Regions from separate parts of the Pan troglodytes genome. Here region 2 is linked to region 1. A link is a contact called in public Hi-C data. All regions are on one chromosome and are shown on one strand. The core of a region is the stretch at or near the end of the contact, and the rest is flanking DNA. Distances in the headings are between cores, read along the strand shown. Region 1 overlaps CRADD (CASP2 and RIPK1 domain containing adaptor with death domain). Region 2 has its middle 46 kb from the start of PLXNC1.

Region 1 (2,700 bases), core at 150-2,649:
GTTATGAAATTGCCCTTTATTTTTTCGTACATCAGGGAGGAATGATAGATTTTGTGTATCTCTTGTGTGTCATTAGAACAGAAATATTTAGGGCTGCTAACTCCTAGAGTTGTGTACTTACCCTTATTACAGATGCAATGATTTTGTCTGACTGCATTGCTTTAAGATGAGTTTTATTGCTTTCATGCTTAGGCAAGGATATTTAATTTTATTTTTGTTTAGAGTATCTTGTTGTAATATACTTCTCCCCCATCTCGTGCTCCTAAATTTGGGATAAGCATAGAATCCTTTTAAGAATGTAGGTTATTTTCCAGTTTACTAGAAAGCATGACACATATAAATTAGCGACTAAGGATTATAGCGTCTTTTCCTAAAGTTTATCATGAAAAAAAGTTAAATGTCAAAGAAGATCCTACTCCAGTAAAAACAATTTCCTCTGTAAAATCCTGATACCTCATAGGAAGCTTTGGATCTTGTTCTCAGCTACCAAAATTCTTTAAATATGAAAGTTAACATGACAGGAAAGTGGAATACACTCTGTGCTGAAGACCCACTGTTCAAGGTGTGTGGTTATTAATCTGGGTTTGAATTTACAAATTATATGGTCTGATTAATTTGTAGATAGGGATCGGTGGAGGTTAGACCATGGGCTTTAGAACAAAGAGGCTGATAAAATACTACTCACAAGCCTTTCTGCTTGTTTGTGACTCTCTGGAAATGCCATTAGATAGTTCTCATAGCTATGGTCAAAATAAGTAGGCTTAGAAATAAAAGACATTTTCTCTCCTGTAAAAGGAGGCGGCTGGCCTGTGCTCTTTCTAGGCTCTTCCCAGAGACAGCAACCTCTGCTTCTGAACCCTTAGTGCTCATTCTATGCTCCACCGCGTCTCCTCTACACGCCATGATCTTTGTTATCTGATTTGCTAGCCATTGTTATGGAAAGTTCTCGACTGTAATGCAAAAAGCTCAGCCTTGGGTCCTTGCTAATGTCAGCAACCCAAAGGCGCCCTTCAAACCACCTCGAAAAGAAAAATCCTTTAAAAGATGTCAAACTCTCCTTTCATGTTAGCCCAAAATGAAGTTCCCGAGCAGCATCTGGCAGAGCAGGGTAATTCAATCTATTTTAATGCAAAGATTTTCCAAGAAGGCAGGAAGCCGTCAAGGAGAAGGCTTTCAGGCATCTGCTGTTTTGTTTCCAGATCCCTTGTGTTAATTTAATGTTTCTAGGGAACCCGGCTCTTTCTTTTTTCTCGGAATCCCTGCTCTAGGAACTGGTGAGTGCGGGGGCGCTGTGGGAGCTGCAGATAAGCCAGCGCTTGGCCGGGCACCCGCGGGCTGCGCAGCGGGGCAGGGAGGCGCGCGGCCCCAGCCGCCCTAGGGCGCCGGCTGCCTCTGCGGGCCCCGGCTGCCCAGCCCAGCGCGGGGAGGCGGCGCCGACTGCCGGGGGGCGCCTGCAAGACCTGTTTATTTGCATTTGTCCAATTTGGCCCAAGTGAAAGGTAAATACGGAGCGATCAGCTTGTCCTCACTCCAGCAAAACCAGGGAAACTCAGCTCCATCTCCAGGAAAACAAACCCAACCCAAACCTGAGTGAAACGTAAATCTTGCATAAACAAACACTTTCTTTTGCTTCTGGGAAGGAACACCGGAGAAATGGGCATTCCTTCCGACTGCCCGCCTCCCACTGTCGGTAAAAATGAGCCGTCACAGGTTGCCGGCAATTTCTTGTTGTGTCCCGAGCCATTCCGCAGATCTTGTTTTGAAGGGGCGAGTCAGGTGTTCGTGCGGCTCCAGATCCTGAACAGGTTATGCGCTGGGTCCTTCCTTATCAGGAGGGGGGTCAGGCTGCCCTCCCATTCTCATCTTCCGCCCCAGACCAGAGGCTACACCAAAGTTCACTTTTGAAAAGAAATCCTGCAGAATTAAAAATAAATGTCTGCCTTTTAAAATAGTTTCGTTTTAGTATTATGCATATTTCTGTTTAGGAACTTGTAATGCTAATAATTTATGTTGCTATGACAATTGTCCTGCATACCTAATATTAAATTTAATGAATTAATGTGGCGTATAGAGTAATAGTAACTTAACTAGTACTCCGATAATGCCAGTATTCCCTGTGTTACTAAGTTAATGGAATCAGAATTTTGGAGTTACAATATAGAGGTTTTTTAGGCCAATTTTTCTATGGGATTCTAGGGATCTTTTAATAACATTTCTGCTTTTCGAAGCAGTCTATACCATTGCTGGAGAGCTGTAATTACTAGGATGCTATTTCTTTTTGTTTGTTTGTTTGAGACAGGGTCTTGCTCTGTCATCCAGGCCGGAGTGCAGTGGGGCCAACTCAGTTCACTGCAACCACCACCTCCTAGGCTTAAGCGATCCTCCCACTTCAGCCTCCCCAGTACCTGGGACCACAGGCCCTCGTCTGGTTAAGTTTTGTATTTTTTAGTAAAGATTTGGTTTCGCCATGTTGCCCAGGCTGGTCTCGAATAGAACATTATTCCTTATAGTAAGCTGAATTCCCTGTGTAATTATTCTTACTGTCCCTTCAATAATAAAAGCCTAAAATTATTCTTACTCTCATATTTTAGTGAGGGTGGTGCATGCTTGAAGACCGTGATGAGTGTTCTCTTCTTATATTCAGGGCAACTATGATCACATATTGGGCTCCAGATCCTTGCTTTATGCATCTTCTTTTGA
Region 2 (2,700 bases), core at 53-2,552, 360 kb after region 1:
AGTGATCCGCCGGCCTCAGCCTCCCAAAGTGTTGGGATTACAGGCAAGAGCGACCGCGTCCGCCCCGCTTTGCAAGCTTTAAAGGAAATTATTTGTCTAATAGATAGGATTATTCCCTTTGTGGGTGAGCCCTGGCGAGAACCTCCGTCCTGAGCCAACTTCCTTAGCGGGATTCTCACCCTGCCAGGTAAGCTCCCTCTGTTACCAGGAGCTCCATAAAATGCAAATAAGTTTCAATATTCACTTAGGAAAATAAAAATGAGCAGTAAGTCAGCTAGGAGCAAAAGGAACGGGACATTCAAAGGCTGTGCCCAAGGTCGGACAGAAGTAGCTTTGTAATTCTCCCAGGGTAGGGCTGCAGGCACCTGGCGCTGGAGGCCCGGCCTGGACGAGGCAGGGCTCAGGGCGCGGCTGGAGGGGCTCGCCCGGCGGGGCGCTGGAGCGGGAGAAGGGCGCCCTCTGCCGGGGGTGAGGAAGATCAGTCCGCACGCGCGGTGCCTTGGTCTTGCAGCCTGTTCGAACCTCGCGCGTGGACAGCCACTTCTTCCACGGGGAAAGTAGGAGGGTGGGGGCAGAAAAACCAAACTCCTGCCAAGAAGGTGCTTTGCACGAGCATTTTGCGACCCCCTCCCTTCAGCCCCGAACCTCCCCCTGGCACAAGTGAAAGGACTGTGGTCAATTGCAGATGCTGTCAGGAAGCCAGGTGCGTCCCCACTCCCCAGCCCTAAAATACAAAGAAAGAAGCGATTGTTTGAGACGATCTGAAGAAAGGTCAGGTCCTAACAGATCCACGAGACCTTCTTTTTCACCTTCCTCGTCTTGGGTTCTGGAGCACGGGCGCTGAATCAGCTGAATGCGGCCTGGGCATCTGGAAGTGGTCCTGAGGGACACCTCGCGGTGCAGCCCCCGGGACGACCCAGGACACCCTGGACACCCTGGACACCCAGGCCGAGAGCCGGGACCCGCCCACGCCTCCTCACTGCTGCTCGAGGGTAGGCAGGAGCACGCGGACCCCCGTAGGGGCTGAAGCGGGGCTCTGCTCCCCGCCCTGCGCAAGCTCCCGGCTCTGGTTGCTGGTCCACAAAATCGGGAGGCTGAATTAGCCGGTCGGGTGGCCCCCAGCCTTATAGCTTCGGATTCTGTGGTCCTATTTTAGACCCAGACTTGTCCGCGAAGGGAAATGAAGAGCCGCGGAAGGCTTGGAGCGTGAACCAAAAAACAATGGGTGGGGACCGTCTAACCAGCTCCCTTCCCTAGAAGGGCGGAAACGGCTTTCGAAGCACCCGCGTTTCTCTTTATTGAATCTTGAGTGACACCTAGTGGCCCATCTGCCTCACCGTCACGGCGATGCTGGCTGGTTTCACTGGGCTTTTCAGAAGGCGTGCTGGCCTGCCCATGGTTCTCGGCTAAAAGACTTTGGAGCGTAGGGTGCCGATGACGTTTCCTGGGACCTCCCGGAAGCACTTGCTGTCCCGTCAACAGCCCTGTACCTGCGATGCATGCAATTCTAATGAAAATGCCCTTCTCGTCTGGAGGGCTTGCTTGAGCACATCCTGAGCTCTCAGGCAGCAAATATAGAGTCGGGTGCTATTCCGGGAGCTGGGCACACAAAGATGACCAAGGCTTGGTTTCTGATCTCAAGAATCTCACAGCCCAGATGGGGGGAAATGGACCAGTAGAAGAGTGTGTATTTGATGCTGTGGGGTAGAGGGGGTGGACCTAGCTTGGCCTAGAGACATCAAGAAAGTCACCCTTGAGCTGAGTTTTGAAGATTAGGCAGAATTCTAAGATGACCCCTGAAGATTCTCAGCCCATCCCCCTCGCAGTGTACACACACCTTTGCCCAGTTATTCAATCAAACAATTTAGGTGCTTCTGTGAAGAGAATTTGCAGATGTAATTAAAGTTCCCAAATTAATTGATCTTAAGATCTGGAGATGATCCTGGGTAGGCCTAACCTAGCCAGGTGAACCTTTGAAAGGGACTGGATTGTCCTGGCAGAAGAGATTTGACAAGCGGCAAGAACTCATCATTGGCAAGATTTTCTTTGCTGGCTTTACAGATGAAAGGGGCCACGTGGCAAAGAATGCAGGCTGACTCTAGGAGCTCAGAACGACCCCTGCCTGACAGCCTGCAGAGAAACCAGCCTTCAGTCCTACCACTGCAAGAGCACTGAACTCTGCCAATAAGCAGGGAGTTTGGAAGGGATCCCCAAGCTGTATGAGACTTAGTCCCAGCTGACTCCTTGATTTTATCTCTGTAGGACCCTGAAGAGAGGACCCAGTCATGCTGCATTCAGGCTTCTGACCTCCAGAACTATGAACTAATAAATGGGTGTTTTAAGCTGTTATGTTTGCAATGTGTTATGAAGTCATAGGAAACTGATACAGATGGTCATTTCAAAGAGGAGAACCACATGACAAATGCTCAGAGCCATAAAGAAGCAGAGAACTAAAGTCATTCAGAGAACTAAAGACATTCGGCATAGCTGGACCATGGGGAGCAAAGGAGATGGTAAGATGTACTCGTGAGAACTTGGCTTTGGATCAGACAGAATGTGCCCTTGGGCTAGTTAACTTAGCTCTCTGTGCCTCAGTTTTCCCAAAGGTAAAATGGAATCATAATTATAGTTAAAACATAGAGTTGTTATGTTAGTGGCCCATAGGCATATAGAAAGTTCAGCACAGCCTTGAGATATAAT

Evidence for each region. A called contact is a pair of places that touch in the nucleus more often than the background predicts.
Region 2: a contact with region 1 is called in a Hi-C map of stem cell-derived neural progenitor cells, with 3 times the contacts expected there. The contact joins two enhancer-like sites. A contact is called at or near these places in 1 of 7 Hi-C or Micro-C datasets (stem cell-derived neural progenitor cells) and 1 of 1 datasets of contacts at active chromatin or transcription factors (stem cell-derived excitatory neurons).

The regions. Positions count from the first base shown.
Region 1 is chr10:100,574,737-100,577,436 of NHGRI_mPanTro3-v2.0_pri, forward strand. All of the region lies in intron 2 of CRADD (CASP2 and RIPK1 domain containing adaptor with death domain), which reads left to right. Among named protein-coding and RNA genes, the nearest start is that of CRADD, 65 kb to the left of the region's middle. Within about 2 kb of position 1,400, at least 18 of the 24 cell types and tissues checked have an H3K27ac peak or open chromatin away from gene starts, as enhancers often do. A contact at or near this core is called in stem cell-derived neural progenitor cells, where this site is marked.
Region 2 is chr10:100,937,114-100,939,813 of NHGRI_mPanTro3-v2.0_pri, forward strand. No RefSeq gene overlaps it. Among named protein-coding and RNA genes, the nearest start is that of PLXNC1, 46 kb to the right of the region's middle. Within about 2 kb of position 1,303, at least 11 of the 24 cell types and tissues checked have an H3K27ac peak or open chromatin away from gene starts, as enhancers often do. A contact at or near this core is called in stem cell-derived neural progenitor cells, where this site is marked.